Regions from separate parts of the Gasterosteus aculeatus genome. Here region 1 is linked to region 2. The links are chromatin contacts, called in public Hi-C maps. All regions are on one chromosome and are shown on one strand. Each heading gives the region's core, a stretch centred on a gene start, on an enhancer-like site or on the middle of the called end of the contact. The rest is flanking DNA. Distances are from core to core; before and after follow the strand shown.

Region 1 (6,038 bases), core at 1,152-3,651, 34 kb after region 2:
ACGGGCACGGGCCTACCGGCTGGTTTTGATGGGGCCAAATGTGCAGCGTGCAGTAAATGCTGCATAATAACATCTACGTCCGCCCTCTGCAGTCTTGCTTCAACAAACCTGGATTCAAAGTTTCACCGCGGGGAGATTTTTATTGTATTGGCTTATTCCAAGGTAGTCAGACCTCCCAATGGTTCCACCACCGCCACGACCATAAAAATAACCTAGACATGAGTAAAGACATGCATCGTGCCGAACCCCGAGGGTAGCGTTTTTTTTGGATTAAATAAAGGCAGCTCAAGGAGGACGGCTACCTGTGACAAGTGCACATTTGACCGTGATGAGCATTCACGTTCATTTTGTGGCCAAAGCAACACATCTCCTCAGGTAGTAGAATACTGTGCTCAGCTGTTACACGTGTAGATCTTTACCATCAACAAAATGTGCAATGTAAACTGTTTACACTATGGGATGTTTATAGCAAGTGGAAGAATGTAAGTGCTCACTTTTCGACTTGTATGTGTGTAAATAAAAAGCAGAGTGTGCATCTGTGCATGTCGGCACATGAACACGTCTGTGCGTTTCTCCGGGTCCGTGTGCACATGCATGTTCGCGATATACTCTTTACTAGTTTTTGACCAGATTTTGCCATCTGGTGGTGCAACTTAGGCAGCACTGATTTCAACATCACCCCTCAACAAGTGAGAAGCATCAACAAAAGCAGAAAAAATAAAGATTAACGGTGAGTTTTCATCGTTCAAATTCAGAAACACGCTCCAAAATAAAAACGAATGTATTCACTGTATAGACGCTGCAGGTGAGTCGCTTGGATGAACACCTGCTGCCGCAAAGCGTTAGCTGAGGGGTTGTTGAGAGGACTAAGAGGATGAATAGCTCTGCGTGTGTATGTGAGTGTGTACCCATGCATTCATGTACCTCCCTACATGTGTGTGCACCAGTCACCAGATCCCCAGCCAGTGATGTTCCAGAATATCCCACGCATTTCCCATGCTCACTCACACCAAGCAGTGAGTTCCACCCCACTCTCCCCTCTCTCTGTCTCGTTTTTACCCTGTCGCGACCTCTTCCACTCTCCTTTTCATTCACTCGCTTCAGTGGCCGCTGCTGCCATCATCGTCCCACTTTGTTTTCAGCTGATTATCAGGCTGACCTCATCTCTGGGGGAGGATAATTACCAAACGGGGACACCGTGTTTTAACGGTGATTTTGAGGTCAGCGACTCGCTCACGTTTGCAGGTCCTTCGTGCCCTCGACTGTGAAACTTGTGAATGTTCTTGCCCCCATTGCGCCCGCTTCTCCGTCTCCCGGGGGCCTACATCAGTCCATAGTGACATTGCTGTAGGAGTAATCACTGCCATTTCTCACTGTCTGAAGAGTTGGCAGGGCCCCTGTGCGCACTGCGTCTTGGAACATTGTGTCCACGCAGTGCTAGATGTTAAAGAGTGGTGATTGCGGAGAATGTGGCATGGTTTCGCAGTATGCCAGCCTATTAAGTTTAGCCATGCCAAAGCTATATTTGAGTTCCAAATGCTACGTTGAATTGCAAAGTAGAATGTACTTTACATTTTTTGGTGTGCAAACCAAATAAGTTGCCAAAGACAAGAATAAATTAAAAAAACACTACATCCTGCCCTCATAATCATCTAAGCCAAGTGGCCACGTGCAGGTCTCGGTGGGTCCTGGCTAGGGGGACGGCGTTGGAGCAGGTGGTCAGTGTTAGATAGGGAAGAGAGATGGGGGACCTTGAGCAAGCGGAGCCAGTTGCTGACAGGAGCTGTGCTAGTATTCCACTCACCTTGAGCATGGTAAACACTATCCTGGTGGAAGCAGCAGCACGAGGCGCGGGGGGGGAAGGGGGTCAAACAGCTCCTCGCTTCCCGGATGCGGATCACATGACTGGGCCAGTGTGGCACAGGGAGACTGCCTCAGCTGTGAAGGTAAAACACGAGAAGAAAAGAATGTCAGGGCACGACAGACTGGCTCCTACAAGTGAATAAATCGAGCAACAACAATAAATGCATAGTTCTTCTGCTTTATTTTCCTTAACAGCAACAAGAACAGCGACCAAACGCAGCTAACCCTCGGAGTTAACCATCGCATTTTAGCGCGGCTTTAATTAAATCAGAGAAATTGCATGGATCCACATCCCTGACTACCTTATTCATTCCCCACCAGCACCCATCGCCGCCCCGAAGTGTCAGATTGAAGGAGCAGCATTCAGGGAATGTAACTCATGTCGTACGTGCCTCGAGGTTGCCACAGAAATTAAGCACATAGGTGTAAAGAAATGCCAGTCAGCCTCTCCATGGCTGCTTCAGTCCGGCTCCTGGCAGAGCGCATGGCGAGGCCCAGCACCCAGGAATGCTGTGTCCATCTGTCAACACAGAGCTGCCTTCCCTGGCAGATGCCACAGAGAGGATTTTTGTAACCTGGCCCTGGGTGGATGTCATAACCCGTACAGTACAGCATAGAGCCATGGGGCTTTGGGAAGAGTATGTGCTAGCAAGGAGCTTGTGTGTGTGTGTGTGTGTGTGTGTGTGTGTGTGTGTGTGTGTGTGTGTGTGTGTGTGTGTGTGTGTGCGTGTGCTGTGAAGCTTCCTTTAAATGAAATGAGTTTCCCTTCAGGCTGATAAAAACGCTAAAGAATTTATTGAGGTGTCAACAAATATCCGCAATCTACTCAGCTCATCTCGCTGTCGTTCTTTCTTTTCCTTCAGCCTCTCCTCCCTCGCTCACATCTCGTCCCACCGCTGCTGCACTATTCCAGTGATATTTAGAATGAATGGTGTTCTCTATGCGGGGCCTGAATGTGTGTGGTGGAGTCGAGGGAGCACCACCTGAGTGATGATTCTGTCTGCCCATGTCTCTCTCCGTCCCTCTTTCTCCCCCACTCTCTCTCTCTCTCTCTCTCTCTCTCACACACACTCACACACACTCACTCAGAAGCACACGCACACACATGCACACACGCCTGACCTGCTGGGAACACAGGATCTGGCTGTATCTGGCCTCTGTGGCAGGGGCAATTAGAAAGGTCCAGACGGAGCACAAGCTCTCTTCTCATGCCGTCCCCATTAGAGAGGGAGAGACAGGCAGTGTGGAAAGACAGGAAGAGGACAAGCATGAACAAACTGTCCCTCTCTCTCTCTCTCTCAAACACACACCCTTCGGGGGTCATTGAATGGTGAGTTTTTACCCATTAAGGATGACGAGAATGACCTGGTGGCCTCCGTGTCAATATATATAAGGCTGACACTCTGTGTGGTTGTGTACGTATGTGTGTGTGTTTGTGTGTGTGTGTCCTGGGGCTCCCCAGTTGACAAGAGACGTGCACGGAGACCCGTGCTTTTTCCGCGTCACCTTTGTTTCCACATGAATTATCCATCATGGCCGAGGGTGGTAATCGAGCTGCTAAGGCAAGCCTTATTACAATGTTGGTCATTTAGCCTATTAGCGATGCTCTTACCTCATTCCTTGGTCAACTCAGATTGCATGGAAAACACAGTCAGCATGTTAAATGGGCTCAGGGAAGGTTGGGTGAGTTAAGGGCTATAAAGCGACGGCAGCTGATACAGCACATGTAGGCTCGCGGGGAGACGTTGTAAACCTCAGGCCACATAGTCGTTGGTGGGTCAGTGCACAACTCTGGTATGGTGAGCTCATGATCATGAAAACTAATATTTAAAGAGGGGACAAGTCAGGACATGGAGCTAAAGTGTATATTTGCAAATAGGCTGAGCATTAGGGAAAATTACACAGCTTCCAATGCACCAGGCACACATAGTTTAGACTTGGAAAAGATCAAATGAACAGATCTTTTAAACACTTTTAGGAGACCATGAGTAGGTTGGTCTCACCTGCTGTGAAAACAGACGTAAAATTGCAGGAATTTTCCGTCTTAAAAAAGAGGTGCAAATTGGGAAAAAACATCTGTTTTTAAACAAGCTGAATATGATGTAACTGTGTGATAAAATATTCAATGATGGTTCCTTATTTCAAAAGGACTTGTTGGGATTGCGCGATTCTTTTTTCATAGATTACTGTGTGATGCTGCCCACCTCTGGCCACTGTGTGCAATGGCATCACCCAACGTGCTGTGGCTCACATGGCACGATGAGAACAGCAGTGACCAGCTGTACTCGGGGTTCACGGGTTGAGCGGATCACCAGACATCACAAAAACATGATATGGAATAAAAATACTGCTGATTAATGCAATGGCTAGTTGTATAATGTTCGTAGTTCCTCTTGAGGGACTTTTTTAAATCGAAGGAAATAACATCTGAGTAATCTCCCACTGTTGTGGAGTCTTCAAGAGCTCTACAGCGGAGACTTTGAGCTCAATACAAACGCATTCAGTAATTCAGCATTTTAATGGAGAATATGGCCAAGGGAATTACCCACAGTTGATTGTAATGGCACGTAAAACAAGGGTTAACTTGACATTTGAGAACATTCATTTTTTTATAGTAAAAATGGAGACTAAATATCCTATATATATATATATAAAATAATGTCCTATTACTCAACTGTAATGTGTGCATCATTCAATGACTACGTAGTTAAGGTGTAGGGTCAGGATGGTCTGATATTGAATTAGAAATTCCAGTTTCCTCAGCCTCAACTGCATCGAACTTGAGCGCTGGATTTTCCCCTTCGAAATCCTGGTTTCATATCCAGTTTGCAATTGTTAACCGGGCACAACCTGTCCCTTAAAATCCATTTGTCGGCTCATGGCCTTCAAAACAGCAGTACCCTACCACTGACCCCAAACATCAGCTGTAGACAAAACTAAAACAGCCCCGGGGGAAACTAACATTACCTTGAACTCAGCACAAGACTGTGTGAAGTCTTGCCAGGCCTGTGAACATGACCTGGGGGGGTGCTTGTTAAAGCGTGGAGGGGTAGGCGGGCGGAGGAAGAGGATGGAGCAGAGATGAAGGGAATACTGCTCTCTCCATCGCAGACAAGACAAACGATGCACAGACAGATGGCACTCGACATCGCTGCCACATTCAGTTAGTTTCCAGTTACAACAAACCGACTCCGGATCAGCGGATGCTTAAGTCACGCAATAAATTAGCCCTGAGCCCAAAGCACTGAGTAATCTTTGCCACAACAAAACCTCCACAACAATTAATGAACAGCATGCGGCAAAGGATTAAGGCAACGCCTGGGTGTATTCTTTCAATGGCCACATGGTGGTGGTGGTGGTGTAACTCATGAGGGAGTGGTGGAGAGGACACAAGGCCAAGGGGTCAAACATACTGTACAAGTCATCGGCTAGTAAACCAGATCAGTCACGTCTAAATCACAGTCGGCCCATGATATTCTACCACAGCTACTAATAGCCATAGTGATGGAGACGTAGCGTGGGACCGCAGTTGCCAAGGTCGGGCCTTGGCAACTGCGGTCTCAGGCAAATTGGACAGTATCAACAATTAGCAGATACGTAAGGTAATAACGAGGCATACTGGGAAATAGAATATATAGAACAACAGGTGGTGATACGCTTCCATAGCGTATCAGGGTTACAGGCCGGCTGCGTCACACAAGAGCCCCCAGGTGTCACGATGTGACCATAAAGGGAATTATCTACGGCTAAAGGTTTATGTTTTATTTGAGGGTAGTGGACTTTAGGTTGAGTCAGTGTTTAGATTTATTTATTGTGTTTATCTTGTCATTTGTTTTGGTCAGGATGGAGCTGCTTGCATTGGGGTGAATTTGACATTTGACTGTTAACCTAGGATGTTATATCTTAACAGATACTATAAAGAAATGTATGTCTCACATTAGACATTCCCTTGAAAAATATTGATTTTCAAACTTTATTTGGAATATATGATCAGTCTGAATCATTGTATTGTGCCACAAGATAATTTACTGTACATTAAATGTGAAATAGCTGGATTTTCGATTCCCTTTCTAATAATATCATTTGGTTGGTTTGTGTTGTATGTTTTTTTTTTATAATTTAATGTCCTATTAGCAAAACAATGTAAGCATTGTATTAAGATTGTCTTCTACTTT
Region 2 (6,341 bases), core at 3,580-6,079:
TCATCCGTTCACCTAAAAATCACAGAGAAGCGGTCACTGTGGACAATAACAAGTTTAGGCACCTCGATGTTTGAGACATTTTGAAAAAGGACTTGATTGAGCATCCTCCCTTTGCTGCTGTTCACAGATAGCTGACAACTAGCAGGAAAACCAACTCAAAGGGAAGGCCTAACATTTGACGGTTCAATTATTAATCGTGAACAAGAACAATGATGTCTTGTGATACTTTTTGCGTCACACCAATGTTGCACTCCTACTTATGAAACAAGAGCCCATGTTTGTCTCAGGAGCGCTTTGATGGCCACAGAGATCCGCCTCGGCGCTCTTGTTTCTAGCTTTTTAGCATTACAAACATGTGTGAAATAACCATCTATATTCATAGTATTACTTTTGCATCCACTATAGAGTGGATTTTCACTTTAAGAATGCACAAGGCTTCGTGGCCATCATGCACTACAATTCATATGTGCCAGAACTGGACTTGAAACCTGTACAATTTGTATTTAAGTTTCTATAATTATAATACACATTCGCACTTTGAAATAACAAATGGTGCATGTCACATACCTGCAGACCGTTGTGTGATGGGTGCAACACTGTCAAGACAGCATATACTATGTCATCTACAATATATCAGTATTGCATATTGTAACTATATTTATACATGTTTATATAAATATAGATAAGTATATTTTCTATGTACATTTTGATACTTCAACATTGTATACAGAATAAAATAAATAATACAAATGCAATCAAATCTTACAGTAAGTAAGATTTGAGAAATGCTATATTAGAGCCCAAAAAAGTCCTAACAGTTAAAATAATCCTGATAATAACAAGTATTATTCTTTTTTTTATCGAGGCCTACGGTCTGGCGTAAGAGTACAAGCTACACCACAATTACCCTGCAAGTTTACTATGTGAGATGCTGGAATGACTGGAGAGGACGGAATAAGGACAAAAAAGGTCGATGCTCGTTTCCTTCTGCTCAGTCTGTCTGGGATTTTGTGTTTGTGTGTGTGTGTGTGTGTGTGTGTGTGTGTGTGTGTGTGTGTGTATGTGTGGGTGTGTGGCTTATTGTGACGTGTACATAAATCTGCAGGTGTGTTTTTTTATACGTTGTGGGTAGTCAAGGGTTCGGGACGCTTTCACCTCCGGATGACAGTGGCCTCGGTGGCGTCCAGGCTGTGGCGACGGGTCCCCTGACTGCGATTGCGTGGGTGAGCGTTGAAGCTAACCTTAGCATGTTTCTCCTTATCGCCTTGTCGCGGGGGGCGAGGGTGCTCTGGCTCGGGATGGGCGGGCAAAGGGTGGCGGTGGTGTTCGATGGCGGAACCGGCGGGAGATGGGGCGAGGGAGGAGCAGAGGCTCAGGCTGTCGCACAAAGCCCCCCAATTCTCCTCGCACTGTCGCCTGACACTCCGTGTCAATGCCTCCTTCACCTCCTCGCCACAGCTCAGAAGAATATTCACCAGCTCCACGTATGGGCTGAGCAAAGAGAGGCAGATTACCCACATGGAGCTTGTGTAATCATGTTTGGAAACACAATACATCTAGTTCTAGGAAAACGACAGGAGTAAATGCCGTGATACCGTTACTGGGCACGTGAGAAGAGAACAGCCTCAAACTGGCAGGAGAGTCCAGCGAGGGTAAACAGCGATAATAAGAGAAGGGACATGCTTGTGAAACGCCACTCACCCTTTGGGGAAGAGATCTTGGAAATGGATCATTTCCACCATGACGGCCACGTTGTCCTTAGCAGCGGAGCACAGGTTGTGCTTGATGTAACACTCTCTCTGGAGATGGAACACCATCTCTTTAATGGACACACACTTCCTGCTTATGCAGCTGAACTTGTGCCGTAGCCCATGTGCCATACATTTCAGAGCATCTTTGATGAAGGACTTCCCCTATGTACATAAAGAGACACAACTGTTGAGGCAACTCAAAACAACGTTCCTTTAATGCTCCAATCCTCCAGGCTGATCATTTTAACTGCATCGCTTTAATAAGTGCTTTAGAGTTTGTGTGGATGCATTGGAGCAAAATTCTGTATGCACGGGTAGCTATACGCTTCTAATACAGAATGGGGTTATCAAATTCTGCACAAAAAGCAAGAACATGTGTTACTCTGCTGCTAAAATGTTGTGGATTTATCGGCCAAAGGTTCCTAGAGTGTGACCGTGTAGAAATGTGAAGACCCCGGTCAGACCTGGCTTGGCAGGGCTTCCGCCTTTGCTATGTATAAAAAGCGAGCTAAGGCGTCTGGCCAACTGGCTCGTGACCCTTAGTCCTAACTGTGTACCAGTGCACTGAGCACTGAGAACAGATGACGAGGAGATCAGTGTAAGTGAGATCGCACTTCTAGGAAAAGTTGTACCTTTTGTGGAAAAAAAAAAGCAAAATGTAAAGTAATCTGTCCATAGATCATGAGTGTGGAGCAGCATCAAATAGAGAGAATGTGGCCTATGGTTAAACCATTTTTGCAAAACACACAGACAGACCAGTTTAGTACCTGAGAGTCAAATTTGCCAGCGTTGTGCAGGAACGTCATGCAGATTTCCTGTAGCCCTCGTATCTCACAGGAGTTATTCTCAAAGCACTCAAACACACCACAGCCGACATCCCCTGCACTCACCAGGCAATGCTGCATCTCAGCTGGAAAGAGAGAACAGGTTAGGGGGAGGCACCTTTTCATCTGTCTACAGCACTTGATTGTTACAGGCGTGTCAGCAATAAATTCCATACGGCTTCAAGGCACAACTCAACTTCGGCACTTTGCATCGCTGCACGAATCATAAAGCCGGTCGGGAGCCAGGCGGTTGCTTGCTAGAGAAAAGGGATGCCGGGTGGGTGGAGTCTAATTTTCCCAAGCTGAGGAGTTCCTGCAGAGGAACCCTTTGTGACAGATGTTACTGTGCTATTCTGTCCCACAATCTGCAATGCTATAGGCATTGCAGACGGGTTGGTGCATTGCAGATACAGCCATGACTCAATGTGCAACACAAGTGATTGCACTCAAAGACAAACTGAGATTGCGTAATGGAATGGAGAATCCAAAAGATCCCGACAGCAGCAATGCAGGCAGAAACACTTGGGAGATGTGCAAGTATATATGAATACACAATATCAGCTGCTGAACACCACAGGCTGGTTCTCAAGGGCCCTTTTCTGTTTTTTCTGTGGCCATGAAAGACAGGAATAAAACGGGTATACGACGGTGGAAATTACCACGTGAAATTGAAGGTCTGTCTTTTAGTACCAAATTGTAGCTATCACAGAAACTGCTGCTTAACATACAGTACCAGTCAAACGCGTCATAACTGCACGTGGCAGCGTTGGCAGTGTGACATTTTGGCAAATTGCAGGTTAACGAAACACCACCCGTTGAATTCCGTAACACATAATTACACGCGCGACTCGCCTTGCAGCTGATAACTAAACGGTTCGCAAGGACACATTTTTCTCAGCCGGAAGCGCGCGCCATGGCGCCAAGAGTGCACAAAATAATGATTGAATGGGACTTTTCAGAAATGCACGCGTGTCAACAAAGAGCCTCTGTTTGGTGGAGCAGTAGTAAGGGGTTAGGGGACGTGGGAGGGGGCTGCGGGGTTTGTGGGGGCTGTTTAACTTCAGTGCGCAGGGAAAGTGAGCCGCTGTCAGCCTGCCCTGGCATCGCGGGAATGCGCTCGGATCTTATACGAGCTTGTCCACAACGTGCGTTGAATTACACAGCGGCGCTACCTCTGTTGTGATGCGTCAGAGTTTGCTCACAATTTAGTTTTTTTTGTGTGTAAGAAATCGATCGATGATGCTATAGATCATGCTACGAGGGCGTGGCAATAAAGGTCCAATGTGGCGCAAAGTGCTTTGTGGTTTTTGGGGTGAGAGCTGCTTCTGTCTTTTCGGTCCCCGCACCCACAGAGGATTTGGTTCAAACCAAAACAAAGTCGCCGAGCCGCAGTGCTGCGATCATCACTGGCCCGCTAACCTGTTTGGACACATCGGATCCATGCGGAGCAGCCTGGAATGCACATCGCAACAACGACAAACAACTGATTTCTTTCCAGAAAACCCAACAAAACCGTTGCCGCGCTCGTACGAGCACGCCAGTGCGCGCACGCACACCTAGACGCGCTGCCGTATGCATTACCTATTACCTTGTGCCATTCTATTAATAGTTTACTAACATATTGTATTTCCCCCCGTGAGTATTTACTAGGTATCGTCTTACTGAGTGAACGAAACGGGTTTACGTGCGAACTGCAGCGCCGGGATTTGAGTTAGAAGCGGCGTTTTGTGCTCACGTCGCGTGGATCGAGTCCCCAGCATGGTTTTAATTTGCAGCCACATAAACACGTGTAGGAAGAAGCCCAGCGGGGACGTGCGGGCACTTGCACCAACCAAAAAAAAAAAAAAACCTTCAGATTTTCAACTCCTAACACTCAGTTCGTACCTGTGTTCTGCAAGGATAGGCGTCCCTTTTGGCTCACGGGCTTCTCCGGGAGGCTGTCATGGATATCGATAATATCCAATCCCACCACTTGCTCCAGCACTGACAAAACCAGCAGCACCACGGCCAGTTTGACCATCATTGCGTTCCCGGTAGTGTGCTCCGATGTCCCAGCAAAGATCCCGCAGCGCGTGCGTGCGTGTGTGTGTGTGTGTGTGTGTGTGCGCGTGCGTGTATGCGCGCGCGTGTGATCGAGGGTTCACCTTGGATCAGTGATCAGCGCAGCTGCGGCTTGCTGTGTAGTGGGGCGGCTGTGGGACTGAATGCATGAGCTGCAAGTGATGCTGCCTATATTTCCCTGAGCCCCGGGTGTTTATTCGGATGAAGGAGTGAAGCAGGTGTTGTCGGTCGCGGCTTCGCAGCCAATCAGAGAAGCAGATATCCACGTCCAAGGTTTTAGGGGAGTGTCCAGTGAAAGTCCCCCTTTTTGCAATAAAAACTGGCGCTATAAAGCAATATTAATGAGTAAATTGACCGTGACAGCTTTTGGGTGACCAAGGAGTGTTTCACGGACCAATATGTGCGATGGTGAATAATACAAAATGTCCAATATGAGGCGTGATTTGTAAATATATATATTGCAAGATAACCTACAGATCCTGCCAGCATATCGTTTTTCATAAAAACAGAGCAGAGACATGCGGCAGGCTATGGGAGGATCAACAAAATACCAAGCTTGTCAACAAACTGGAAAAAAATGGAAGCATATGATGTTCAAGCACTCCACATAAAATAAGCAAAACTTTTGGGTTTGCAAGCTACTAATTCCTTAATGGAAGGTTCAATTCCACTAGCCATTGTTTGACAAAATGAAGTCACACTCAATATAAAAAAATGTATTCTTATAATAATTATACACTCACAAAATGATGTGAGAAAAATGGCAATAGTATTGATTTTAAGCTCATGGTATAATATCTGGATATGAGGGAAATCTCCTAAAACTAGACTAATACCTGTTTTGTGGAAGGGGAGGTGTAAGTTACACAATGCCCAGTTCAGTCCCTCACAAAGAGGTCTTCTAATAACTACTACAGAGACTATTGTTGGCATGGTTGAGCATTTGAAAACCTTAGTGGAATCTTTTTCAAGAGTAACATTTGAGAACATGCAACGTATTTCAGTTGTAATGTGGAATAACTGTAGGAAGACTGAGCTTGCAGTAAAAACATAAAAACATATTTTGAGTAAACTCGTGGTGTTAATCGTTTCCCTTCAGGGCCTCAAAAGGAGACAGCGGTATGATGCAGGCCGGCAGTCATTTCGCTGTGTGGTACCTCTGGCGGGACATCAGGGTGCCGGATGGGCAACTGCACTTGGGGGCCAAACCTCTAGGGGGCCCAGTGATACAAATTGTTCCTTCCTTTTTCTTAATTATAAGATGGCACTAGAGCAACTTCACTATGATGGACTTCCAGGCAAATCACAGGCCAACAACATACAGACCAGAACAGTTGATTCTGATTTTTCTTTTCACCCAACTGGCATGTCTTTTGTTACCGGGAGGAAACCGGAGCACCAGGAGGAAATCTAGAGATGACATGCAAACCACAGTTAGTGGTTGTGATTTCTTTGTTAAAATGCTGTTTAAATTCCCTCTAATACTTCCCTCATAGTGCAATATCAAAGAACGGTGATGCAACAGAGTACAGCGGTACACCACAAGCAACCCATAGACAAATCGCCCGCAGTCTGTGTGTGAAGACAGACAGACGAGGAGACGGACTAACGAGCTGATTGTGGCCGGACCAATTTTTATAGATCAGTGACTTTGAAATGTGTCTATCATAACATTTCATTTATCTCTAACTCCTTTGCATAAGAC

Evidence for each region. A called contact is a pair of places that touch in the nucleus more often than the background predicts.
Region 1: a contact with region 2 is called in a Hi-C map of skeletal muscle, with 2.6 times the contacts expected there. The contact joins the enhancer-like site here to the promoter of stc2a in region 2. A contact is called at or near these places in 4 of 6 Hi-C or Micro-C datasets (skeletal muscle, tail fin and whole body).

Annotation. Positions count from the first base shown.
Region 1 is chr4:14,190,745-14,196,782 of fGasAcu3.hap1.1, forward strand. No RefSeq gene overlaps it. Among protein-coding and RNA genes, the nearest start is that of nkx2.5, 5.5 kb to the right of the region's middle. Within about 2 kb of position 2,402, at least 1 of the 9 cell types and tissues checked has open chromatin away from gene starts, as enhancers often do.
Region 2 is chr4:14,154,767-14,161,107 of fGasAcu3.hap1.1, forward strand. It overlaps stc2a (stanniocalcin 2a), which reads right to left and starts at 4,830. Exons shown (of 4, transcript XM_078102143.1): 1 at 4,460-4,830; 2 at 2,519-2,661; 3 at 1,702-1,913; 4 at 1-1,491. The coding sequence starts at 4,598. The coding sequence ends at 1,152.